Linked DNA regions of Gossypium hirsutum: region 2 is linked to region 1. Evidence: chromatin contacts called from public Hi-C data. All regions are on one chromosome and are shown on one strand. Each heading gives the region's core, a stretch centred on a gene start, on an enhancer-like site or on the middle of the called end of the contact. The rest is flanking DNA. Distances are from core to core; before and after follow the strand shown.

What was found. Hi-C and Micro-C count contacts between places; a contact is called where the count stands out from the background.
Region 2: a contact with region 1 is called in a Hi-C map of leaf, with 3 times the contacts expected there. The contact joins the promoter of LOC107922428 here to the promoter of LOC107921660 in region 1. A contact is called at or near these places in 2 of 34 Hi-C or Micro-C datasets (both in leaf).

Annotation. Positions count from the first base shown.
Region 1 is chrD01:23,987,152-23,992,803 of Gossypium_hirsutum_v2.1, reverse strand. LOC107921660 reads right to left here and starts at 2,892. Exons shown (of 3, transcript XM_016851487.1): 1 at 2,859-2,892; 2 at 2,652-2,727; 3 at 1,987-2,512. The coding sequence starts at 2,892. The coding sequence ends at 1,987.
Region 2 is chrD01:24,123,811-24,130,139 of Gossypium_hirsutum_v2.1, reverse strand. It overlaps LOC107922428 (argininosuccinate lyase, chloroplastic), which reads right to left and starts at 2,783. Exons shown (of 6, transcript XM_016852462.2): 1 at 2,350-2,783; 2 at 1,768-2,148; 3 at 986-1,134; 4 at 492-783; 5 at 120-284; 6 at 1-10. The coding sequence starts at 2,676.

The DNA.
Region 1 (5,652 bases), core at 1,643-4,142:
CTAATTATATATGTCTCATCAATCCCTCTGCTAGCTTGTTGAAACCATAAATAAATTGCATGTAAAACCAAATTAACATAAATGAATATAAAGGATAAAGTTAGAAAAATGAGTCACATTCACAAATAAATTTGTTTTCTCATTGGGTATAGAAATGACTTGAAAATTAATTTAAGTTTTTTGAATTATTTTTTAATTAATTGCAATTAAATAATTGAAGTTAAAAAATGAAATAAATTAATTAGTCTTTATGAATCCATTGAATATGGAAATTTTAAATATATTTTCTCATAGATTCTTTTACGGTAAAGTCATCATGATTTTAATTAAATTAGAATTAGATTAATAAAATTATTTAATTGAGAAATTAATTTAGCTAATTTGATTAATTATATTAATTAATATTTATTTTTTAAGTTTGATTAAATTATAAAGTGTTGGGTCAAAAGTCTAAGAAGCACATATAATTAGACTCAATACATGAGAGGCTCAATTAGCCTCACATAAACATGTGAGGGTCAACAACCCTAAAGGAATTGAGAGGGAGTTCCCCCCTTCTAGTTAGACTATAAGATTGTTTTTCTATTAAATAAATATTATTTTTGTTATACTTATTCAATCAAAATTTTCCTATCCCTCCCCATAAATAGATAGCATTGGTAAAGCTATTAACACACAAGTTTTACACGCATTCATATATTGCTATTCTATCAGAAAGTAGTGGGAATTTATTTTTTGAGAATAAATTCTTTTTTCTGGAAATTACGATTTCTATCAATTTCTATTTGAGAGAATAACTTTCCTACTGTAAGGAATAAATTGTTTTTGGTTATGTATTTGGTTTTTGTTATTCTAGCTCACATTTGACGTAATTCGAGGTACGATGATAGTAAAGAAGGTTGTTCGGTCGAAAGTTGGGAACATTTCAGATCCATCTCACACCAAAAATAGGTACTTTTCAAGAAAAATTTTCACTATAAATATCACAAAACAGCTCGGTTTTCAAAATTGTAAGTTTTTGCTATGATTGAAAACTGTTTTCTAAATCAGATTTTTTCAACAAAAAGAAAAACTATCATCGTTAGTATTTTGGGGTAATTTGTATAACATTTGAAAAGTTTAGGTACCAAATTGAACTTAAAAAAAGCTTAGCCACCAAATTAGAAAAAAATGACAAATTTAGGCACCAAAATGGGTAAATTAGACCAATTCATATTTAGTTAGAAAATATATATTTAAAAATTATTAAAATATATTATTTTAAAAATAAATATGTAAATCACTTGCAACGCACGTGACATGAGAACTAGTATATATAAAAGTACAAATTTGAAAAAAACTTTTGAACCGATGAGAATACCTTCCACCATATTACTAAATCGACATTTAAAAATAATTATAATAATGTAAGATATAATTTGTGATAATTATACATTTAAAAATAACTATATTGTTTGTACCCATTTTTATAATATACATTTAAAAAGAATTTATTTTTATAATATACCCATTTTTATTGTTTGTACAAATGCTTTAATAATATGAATTTTTTATTAGTACTGAATTATTAAAATAATTAATATATCTTAATAACATTTATTAGTGTTTTTTTTTTGAAATTTTCAGATTGGGCTTTATTAATAAAATAATAGAAAAGCAGCTGTTCAAAAAATGAAACCTAAACCTAAGAAAAACGGCCCAAAAAACATAAATTCAAAAATTGAAACCTAAACCTAAGGAAACGACCCAATTCAGATGGCCATAGACAAACAAAATATCTAGATATTATAATGGAAAATTCTAGAAACGACACTAAATGCGTTGATCCGTTGCCCAATCAGAATTTACTGATATCTGTCTTCTCCTCTTTCTGTCATTTCATTTTCCTTTTGACGATTTCATTTTCAAAACTTTCCTTGTAGATCGTTCTATTTTCTTTTTGTTTTGAAACTTTCTCTCTTCCATTCTTCATCTCCTGAGGCTTTCCTAGTCTGGCTCGCTCACCCCATCATACCGTGTTTGATCCTCAGCATACTCGGGAACTCCCATTTCCAGGTATATTTCCTCTCTTCTTCTTAGCGTTTCTGTTGCAAGAATATGTGCAAGATTGTTTGCAGATCTTGGTGTATGTTGAAATCTGATATTATTTAGTCCATGTATTTTCTGTTGGATATCATAAATGTATGCCCCTACCATTGATCGATCTTGACCCTTTGTGCTACATTTCTTGATTATTGCGAGGGAATCTCCTTCAAAGATGAGTGACTGCCATCCCTTTTCAACTCCTACTTGGACTGCTTTCCAACAGGCTATTGCTTCAGCAGCAAAAGCAGATGATATGTCATCGTGGATTTCTGAACAAGATAAAAGAACTTTTCCTTCCGAATCTCTGGCCACAATACTTGAAGCTGACCGATTTTGGCTCTCATTATATGCACCGTCAAAGTTGATCTTGATGAACTCCCACTGTGGGTACTTCCATCTCTTGTTTTCTTTTATTATTCTCGGATCTCTTTTTTCAAAACCAGTTATCTCAGTGATGTAATTGTTTATAAATTTTGCAATTTCCTTCCCATTTCTGACTTTTCCTTAGTGTACTCTTTTGTTTCTATCTCCCCATATGGCCCAAAGTGCATAACAGAAAAGCTGACCTTGACAAGGGTTGAGTTGCGCTAGCACCCAGGTAAACCACTGTACAAAGTCCTCGCTTTGATTCATCATAATATTCTGAAATGATAATGCTCTCATACATCAATTGTAACAGGGCATTCACGAAATAAATGATTTATTGTTTCAGCTCTTTCTCCACATCGGGAACAACTTGTATTGACTGCTAGCTTCCTGTGCTACATATTTACCTTTGTAGGTAGATAGTTCCATGATAGCCTCCATATTGTAACCTTTATTTTTGTTGGTAGATTCAGGCTCCAAAGTTGTTTATAAAATTTACTGTAGATGGTTTGTAAAGCATAAGCTCTAGGATTTTCATCCGATCTCTGTAATAGTTTATAGGCACTTCGGACCTTAAATTCACCCGACATCTCACCTCCCCAAATAAGAAAGTCTTCATAAGGTGTTCGTGCTAGAGGGATTCGGATGAGTCTTGCAGCGTCTTCTTCTATGAAGGTATTACTAATCAGCTCCTTTTTCTAAATTCTATTATTACTGTCAATCAGCTCATTTACTTTGGAATCGCGCATAGAGTTGATTTCTGTTGATAATTTAAAATTAACTGAATCTGGAATCCAAGCATCTTTAATGAATATACTAGTACCTGTACCCACCCTCCAATATTGTCCTTTTATCAATAAAGCTTTAGCTGCCTAAATACTTTTCCACACATAAGAACAAGAATTTCCTAAACAGGAATTTAAAAAATGGTCATTCGGGAAATATTTGGCTTTAAATACTTGCGTAACAAGAGCATTCTGATTATTCATAATCCTCCATCCTTGTTTAGCTAGTAGTGATATATTAAATTGCGCCATATTCCGAAAGCCCATACCTCTCTCCTCTTTAGAACTACACATATATTCCCATTGACACCAATGAATTCCTTTCTTGCCTTTTCCTTTTTGCCACTAGAATCTAGCAAACATATTTTCAAACTCCCCACAAAGCGATTTTGGTAGCAGAAAACAGGTCATAGCATAAGTTGGAATTGCTTGAAGTACTGATTTTATGAAAACCTCTTTTCCCCTTGAGATAGAAAACGTGTACTCCAATTTTTGATCCTCTACTTAATTCTGTCCTTTAGATTCTGAAAAGATTCCTTCTTCTTCCTTCCTACCATATTTGGTAGTCTTAAATATTTTTCTATATTAGTCGAGTGCCTTATTCCCATTTCAGTAGAGATATTCTCTTTATCCTCTTCCACTGTATTAGAGCTGAAGAAGATCATAGACTTATTAAAATTTACACATTGACCGGAGCAAATCTCATACTCCTTCAAAATATCTTTTAAGATCCTTGTTCTGCTTTTTGTAGCTTCGCCAAACAAAATGTAGTCATCTGCAAATAATAAGTGTGAAATTGTCGGGCCTCTTTTGCTAGCCTTCACTCCTTTTATCAAACCCTCTCTTGTTACAATCCTTAGTAAGGACGAAAGTCCTTCGCTACAAATAAGAAAAAGAAAAGGGATAAGTAGTTCACCTTGTCAGAGTCCTCTGGTAGGTTTAGAAACACTGCCTCTCCTTCCATTGGTGTTTACTACATAAGAGACTGTAGAAATACATCTCATAATTAATGACACCCATTCCTGTGTGAAGCCCATACGGATCATAACTTCCTTCAAGAATGCCCATTCAACTCTATCGTAAGCTTTACTCATGTCCGACTTTATCGCCATGAATCCTTTTTTCCCCGTTCGCTTTTGGCGAAGTGTATGTAGAATTTCATAGGCTATCAATACATTGTCTGATATGAGCCTCCCTGGAACGAATGCATTTTGAGCATTATCTATACACGTTCCAATGAATTCCTGAAGACGATTGGCAATAGTTTTGGCTATAATTTTATATATAATTGTGCATAAGCTAATGGGTTTTAAATTAGCAAGATTTGTGGGGTTGGAGGTCTTCGGAATAAGTATAATCTCAGTTAGGTTTAAACCTTCTGTTGACACAATTTTTTTGACAAAACAAGGTCGTCTTGGATTTTGAAAAAGAAAATTAAAATGGGAATCGCCACCAATCTTTTTTGATGAGGTGTGATCGGGTCACCTTGAAAAGTGGTTGTTTTTAATAAAAAATTTAATTTTATTAAAACAACGATTTTGGTCCACGAAATTTAAAAAAACGGGTTCGGGAGTTGGTTACGTACGAGGAAGGATTAGCACCCTCGTAACGCCCAAAATTGGTACCTAGTTGATTAATTAATGTCTTAATGTCGAAGATTGAAAACTTTAAAGAGATTTAAAGTACGATCCTTAAAAAAACTCGAATGACATGGATTGGGATTTAAGAGGATATTTGGCTATTTGGTCAAACGAGAAGTCAAAACCCAGCACGTTAGGGCACATTTTCTCGAATTTCCAAACACAAAATATTACCTTTATTATTTTTTAGAAAAATCCTCATCTCGAGAAAACGACATGTCATATCCAATGCGTTAGGACATAACGTATCGAATTCTCGATACGAGAATATATGCCGAAAAAATTACTTATTTAAGAAAATATTTGGCTATCTCGAATTTTAAAAAAGGGGATCATGCCTAGTGAGTTAGGACACGATCTTTTCTTAATTCCTGAGATCGTTTAAAACTTGAGTCTGAAAAGATTCGTGTATTTAGATTTATTGTGAAAATCGAAACCCAGTAAGTTAGGGTATGACCTTCCCAAATCTAAACACGAGATTTTGGTTATTCAAAAATCACAATTTATGCATTGAACAAAATTAATCTAACACAATATAGTAGAAATGAAACACGGTGTCAACACGCATAACAAAATAAAATGAATACAATGATATAAGCATAAATAATACGGGCAATAGCAACGAAAATAAGATAAATAAAAATGACAAATTAATAGCATAAAAATAATAAGTATATAAGCAAGTAAAAGTAAAACATTCTTTTAAAATAATAATGAAAACATAAATAAATAAGTAAATAAAGAAAATGAATAAAATTATAAAAAATGTAAAAAGA
Region 2 (6,329 bases), core at 1,534-4,033, 140 kb before region 1:
AAGGAATCCCCTGCAGAGGTTAAAAACAAGGGGGGGGGGGGGGGTCATAGATTTTACTGTGTTCAAGGAGATAAAATCTTAAAGAAAACAGAAAAATTGAGGAATACAAAATATCTTGCCTTTTTAACTAGATAATCAGCAAGTGTTGTGGCATCAAGATAACCTGCAGGCAAAGCCTTCCGTATTCTTTTATCATTGAAGGTAATATTCTGAGCAAACTCTGCCGATACTTCAAGCATGCCTGTGATGGTCTTGACGCTGTCAAACGTGGGTTCCTTATCTTCCTATTTCAACAGGAAAAGACTTGACTCGGTAAGTTATAAAGAAAAATACGAGAAGAAAGCTCAAAGAGATGCCTTTAGTACCCTTAGAAGGTCAAATTAAACAACATAAAACCATAACATCAACGAATGGTCAAGTGTCCATGAGCCCATGAAATGGATAAACCAAAATGGGCAACCAGATTAGATGAATAAAATATAAGTTTCTACCTGCAAATCACGATTATAAGCAAGAGGAAGTCCTTTGCACAATGTGAGAAGGGTAACCAAGTCTCCGATAACTCTAGCAGACTTTCCTCGAACAAGTTCCATTGGATCTGGATTTTTCTTTTGAGGCATTATGCTACTTCCAGTGGAAACAGAATCACTTGGTGTGATGAATCCAAACTCCTCCGAAGCCCACAATACCCATTCTTCACCAATCCGAGATAGATGAACCGCAATGATTGAATTAGCAGAAAGAAACTCTAGGACAAAATCTCGATCTGAAACTGCATCAATACTGTTTAAAAATAGCAAAATGCAACTATGTTAACAGAGAAGCCTGATATCCATATCTAATGAAACATTATAATTAAGATGGAGATCTAGGCTCAAGTCTGACAAAATCCCATGCAAAGGTAACAACCCTCCATGCTACAAGTCATACAATGGTCATGTGTGACGTTCCAGAAACTGAAATATGATAGCTGTTTCACACATACCTGTTCCTCATGGGAGCAGTGAATCCCAAAGCTTCAGAAGTCATAAACCTATCAATCGGCAAGCCAGTCCCAGCTAGTGCACATGCACCTAGAGGGCAGAAATTCAACCTAGCTCTACAATCTAGTAAACGGCCAGCATCACGGTCAAGCTACAACCAAAAAGGTTCAGTTAGTGATCCAAGAGGCAAATAATAAAACATATCATCATGAAAATATTAGAAATCAGAATTAACCATCTGCAATTTTTTTCTCAATTATTATATATAAGAACAACTTTTTTTTTTCTTTAAGAAAAAACACATGGCCTTCTCAGGGATATAACAATTATTAATTTGTTTATAAGTTGATGAGTACACCACATCATGTGGATTCCAATATTCAAAGACTTCAGATATTATGTTGACTTGATCATAACCACTAACCATTTATAATCACAATCGTAGGTTTACCCAGGTTCCTTCATTTCCTACTTTTATTTACCTTTAGGGGAGTAAGCCACTCACCATGAATGTGTTATGCTTTCAAACTTAGTCATTTTTGTATTAGAAATATTAATCAGATAAGCTTCTTTCTAAATTCTAAAAGTTCAAGAACAAAGTTTTCGAATTAACCAATAAAGCAACCGCTTTATTTTGACATATATACGAGACACGTTAAGGTTTTTTAACCCTGCTTCTGGAGTTGGAAAACTCAGTGCTAGTTCACTAGATAATAATCATATATATAACATACATGGATGTTCGGTTTGATCTAGAATAGCTTATGAATGAAATGATTCAAACCTGCTCCACATATGCTAGAAGAAGATGTTGAAGTAAAACAGGTTGTGCCCTCTGTAAATGTGTATAACCAGGAATGATGAGACCCTCATTATTTAGAGCCAACTTCACCAAAGCAACTTGGAGATGTCTAATGCTACTAATAATCCTGTCTATAGCATCACGACACCACAGGCGGAAATCAGTCAAAACTTGATCATTTCGGCTTCGAGCAGTGTGGAGTTTCTTTGCAGGCTCACCAACCAAATCTGTCAGTGCAGCTTCAATGTTCATGTGGACATCTTCCCTGTCAGTCCTCCACACAAATTCACCAGCTTCAATGCGTCTCTCTATTTCATCTAGACCTTTCAAAATACTATCCCTATCACTAAAGCTAATCAAACCCTGCAAGCAAAAATGAGAAAAACCCACATGCATTTGAATTAGCTGGAGTAAATTAGCAAAATACCATTATACAAGACAAATTATCAGAAATTGGGTTTTGCAAATCTACAAAGTACAATATTACCCAAATTCTGACAAGCCATAAACTCATTAAAAACACTCTAAAAACAATAAATGCAAGATGAGAAAAAAAAAAAGGACCTGTTCAGCAAGCATAGAAGCATGGGCTTTACTTCCCATAATATCATGCTTATACAACTGTTTATCAAACGAGATAGACTCAGTAAACTTCTCAACGATATCAGTCACACTATCTTCGAATCTCCCACCCCAAAGCTTTGTCTCCTTTGGTTTTGCTTCTGTTTCAGATGAGTGACTCGTGGTGCACCGCAATGGTTCGAACCTTGACTTGGCTCGATGCATCAATGGGGATATGGTTCTTGGGTTAGACACGGATTTGTTGGAGAGGACAGTCGATTGGGAGAAAAAAAATGGTGTTTGCAAAGAAGAAGAACGTAAGGATTCCATTAAAGAAGGGTAAGATAAAAAAGAGAGATTCTAGTGCGCCTTGCTTGCTTTTACCTTTGCCACTTCGTTAGCACTAGCAAGCAAGGAGGGTTTAGGGTGTTTTCTTTTCTGCAACTGTGTCGGGCCTGTCGGGTCGAACTGTAATAGGCCTAGTTTAGGATCGAATATGTCGGGTCTTGCTTTTGGGCTAATGGACTTCTTTTTTGGAGCTAATGGACAACAACTCAAGCTGTGGATGTAATCCTCCTACTTAATAGTTTTTAATAAATTGATAACTAATTTTTAAATTTCACAATTAAATTTAAAAATATATATTTTAATTAATTAAAGGTTATTTAATTATAATTGTAAGATTTTTACATATTTATCTATAAAAATGAGCTCAAACCTATAAAATAAGTCTATAAAAAATTCACAAAACATAAGTTCTAATAAATTAAAAACTCGTATGAGCTCAAACTCTTTTAGATGCAAAGTATAAATGGCTAATATCATTATGACACATGGAAAAAATAAGACGTTACCTTTCCCTCGTTAAAATAAAAAAAGATTTTACATAAATTAAAGTCATTCACTCGGGAAAAAGGTGTTCATGAACTTTATAACTGGGAACACCACTCCATCTAAAAGATGTGGATTGACCTCAAATATAACCTCTTATTCTCTAACTTGTTTACCTTATATCAAACTCTTTTCTTCAGTGCACTAATTTAAGCATTAAAGAGCATTTTGAAGCATAAACTCTAGCACAATCCGGATAAAAATGCTAAAACTCAGGCCCGGCCCGGCCTGGCCTGGTCATGTTAATTTTTTTTATTATATTTTATATATTTTTTAAAATATAATACATCAAATCACTAAAACATTAAAATAAATGTTTCTCAACAAATTAAAAATAAATTTAATAAATATTTATACTTAAATAACATAGGTGCAACTTAACAAACAAATGCCTCTAAAAACGTAGAAAAATTAATAATAAAATAAGAGTTATACAATATCAAAACAATGATAACAAAATAGTAGCGACATAATAGTAAAATGACAACAAAACAGTGAGAAAAAAACAATAAAACAATATTTTTTTCTTTTTGCAAATTTAGCTTGGGTCGGGCCTAGGCTGTAACAGCTCGTTTTTCAGTGGTGTCAAAAATAGTAGTTTCGGGGCCACCAAATCCGAAGAGAACGTTCGTAAATATTAGTATTTAATATTTACGAGTCAAATGTGATTTTAAAAAGGGTTTTGATTTGATAATTTATGTTATATAAGCGATTTATTAAGTTTAAGTGGTAAGACCCTAAGGTTACGTGGTTTTAGAAAATGAGGTATCAGGACATCGTTTCTATAAACCGAGCCATAAATATTTTTATAAATATTTACGGAGTGTATTTAAGGTGGTATTAAAGTTTCGTTGAAAATTTTTAATGTTTCGATAGTTAATTAATTAAAAAGGACTAAATCGTAAAGGATGCAAAAGTTAATCGCTATAATTTTAAAATGCAAAAAGGACAAAAATGGTAATTAACTCATGGTCAAAGATTCCAAGCGGTGGTGACCTGATTAAATCCACTAGCTTTTGGATTATTTTCTCTTTTAGTCCTAATTAGTTTAGGATTAAATTGTAAATAAGTTTATTTAGTTAGAATTTAATTTAATTGAAGGATCAATTGTGCAATTAAACCTTCCTTAGATGGTAATTATGCCATATATTTATGTGATGGACAATTATGGAGTGTCTTAGTGATATTGTAAGTGTATTTTAAAGGTTAATGTTGTAAATTTGTAATTATGTTAATGAAAAATAAAAGATCATAAAATGTAAAAAGCTATCATCTTCTTTAATTATGCAAGAAAACCGAAAACACCATTTTTAAAGGAGAAACAAGTTCAGACAACTAGGGTTCTTCCATTTAAGAGGTAAATCTTGCTTGTTTTTAATATTTTTGATGTTTTTAAAATCGTTGCAATTAGGTCCAGCTAGCCCGTACCTTCAATTTTGAAATTGTTAAAGATTTTGAATGTTGCCATTGATGAACCTTGTGATTTTAGATGTTAAATGATGAATTAGAGATATTTTTTTTATTTAAAAGTATTTTATTAAATGATTTTTGATGAATTTATCGATTAGGGACTAAATTGTTAAAATAATAAAAATACAAGGAATTTTTGTGAAATTGTTGCATAAATGGGCTGTATTGGATGCCACAAGTATTATACTAGGCTAAATTTTGGGTAAAAATGGCTAATTTGCATGTTTTGGGCTTAGAGACTAAATTGAATAAAAGTAAAACTTTAGGGGTAATTTTGTAAAAATGTCATAAATACTAAATTACAGAAATATATTTTTTACTGTCTAAATTAATATATTTAATGAAATTATTAATTTAGATCAAGATCGGGTGGGAAATCGAGGAAAATGGAAAATTACCAAAATGCCTCTGTACTTTGACATTTCTACAATTTAGCCAAGTGAGTTCATATGAACTGTACTATGTATAATGTTGATTAAATTGAATGTTATTATATGATTTTATTGAAAATGAATTAATATATATATGTTAATTATACAATTTATCGAGTAAAGAAACGATGAAAATTCAACAACGTATGATGACTATCTAGCCCCATTTGAACCTTAAGAATATATAGGATACAATTGACATGTCATTAGGGTTAGTGTGTTTCGGGTGCTGGTCTTGAACGTCCTACGGTGGCTGAGCTTCCGGCATGTGTTGCGGTTACTTGACAGCTTGTGTAAGTAGCACCGAGTAGCTACGTTCCGACCGACAGCTTGTGTGAGTAGACCCATTTATGGCTCGAGTGATAGCATCTATGTAAAGGAAAAGGAAAGAAATGGTTTCAACCATATATTAGCACACAGTGTGTGAGATTCCCGCGTATCCACTATTATTCTAAGTGGTTCAACGGGCATACAAAGGGAAGGAACGGTAAGTGTTTCGATTGGCAATGTTATGAAAGTATGGAAAAGTAAGAAAATGTCATGAACTAAGGCATGTGCATATATGAACTTCTTTGATATGTTGATGCATGGAAATTATGAAAGTTTAGATAGGTGACAATTTCTAATGGTTCATGTCGAGATCAATGGCTATATATGTTATTTTTGCTTATGATTTATACCATGTATGCTAACTTGTTTGGTGTGGATGCTTAGGCTTATGCCAAGCTTGTGGACATGATTGATGTTTATGATTATGCTTGTACTATGCATATGAAACAGGTAAGAAAAGGAAATGATACGGTAAGTACGTAATTGGAATGTACTATGATGTTGTAAAAAGGTTTAATAAGATAAATGATGTATTCATATTATAGTAGATTGCTTATGCTTTGAATGAATTTATCGATGTCATCAATAAATACACTGAATTGAGAATTAATAATGTTGTTGAGGCTTATGATAAGCATTCGGAACTGAAAAGAAAGTAAGTAAATTGAGAAGTGTATAATTTTATAGAAATTTTTATGGTTATACATTATGTCCCATAAAATCCTTTCATGTTATGAATTATAAATATATGTAACATAAATGAATTTACTCACTTACAAGTTGGTAATTATGGTTTGGTAAATCTTGAGGCATTGGTATAGATTTAGATTTAACCTATAATGTTCATTATTGAAATGAAAT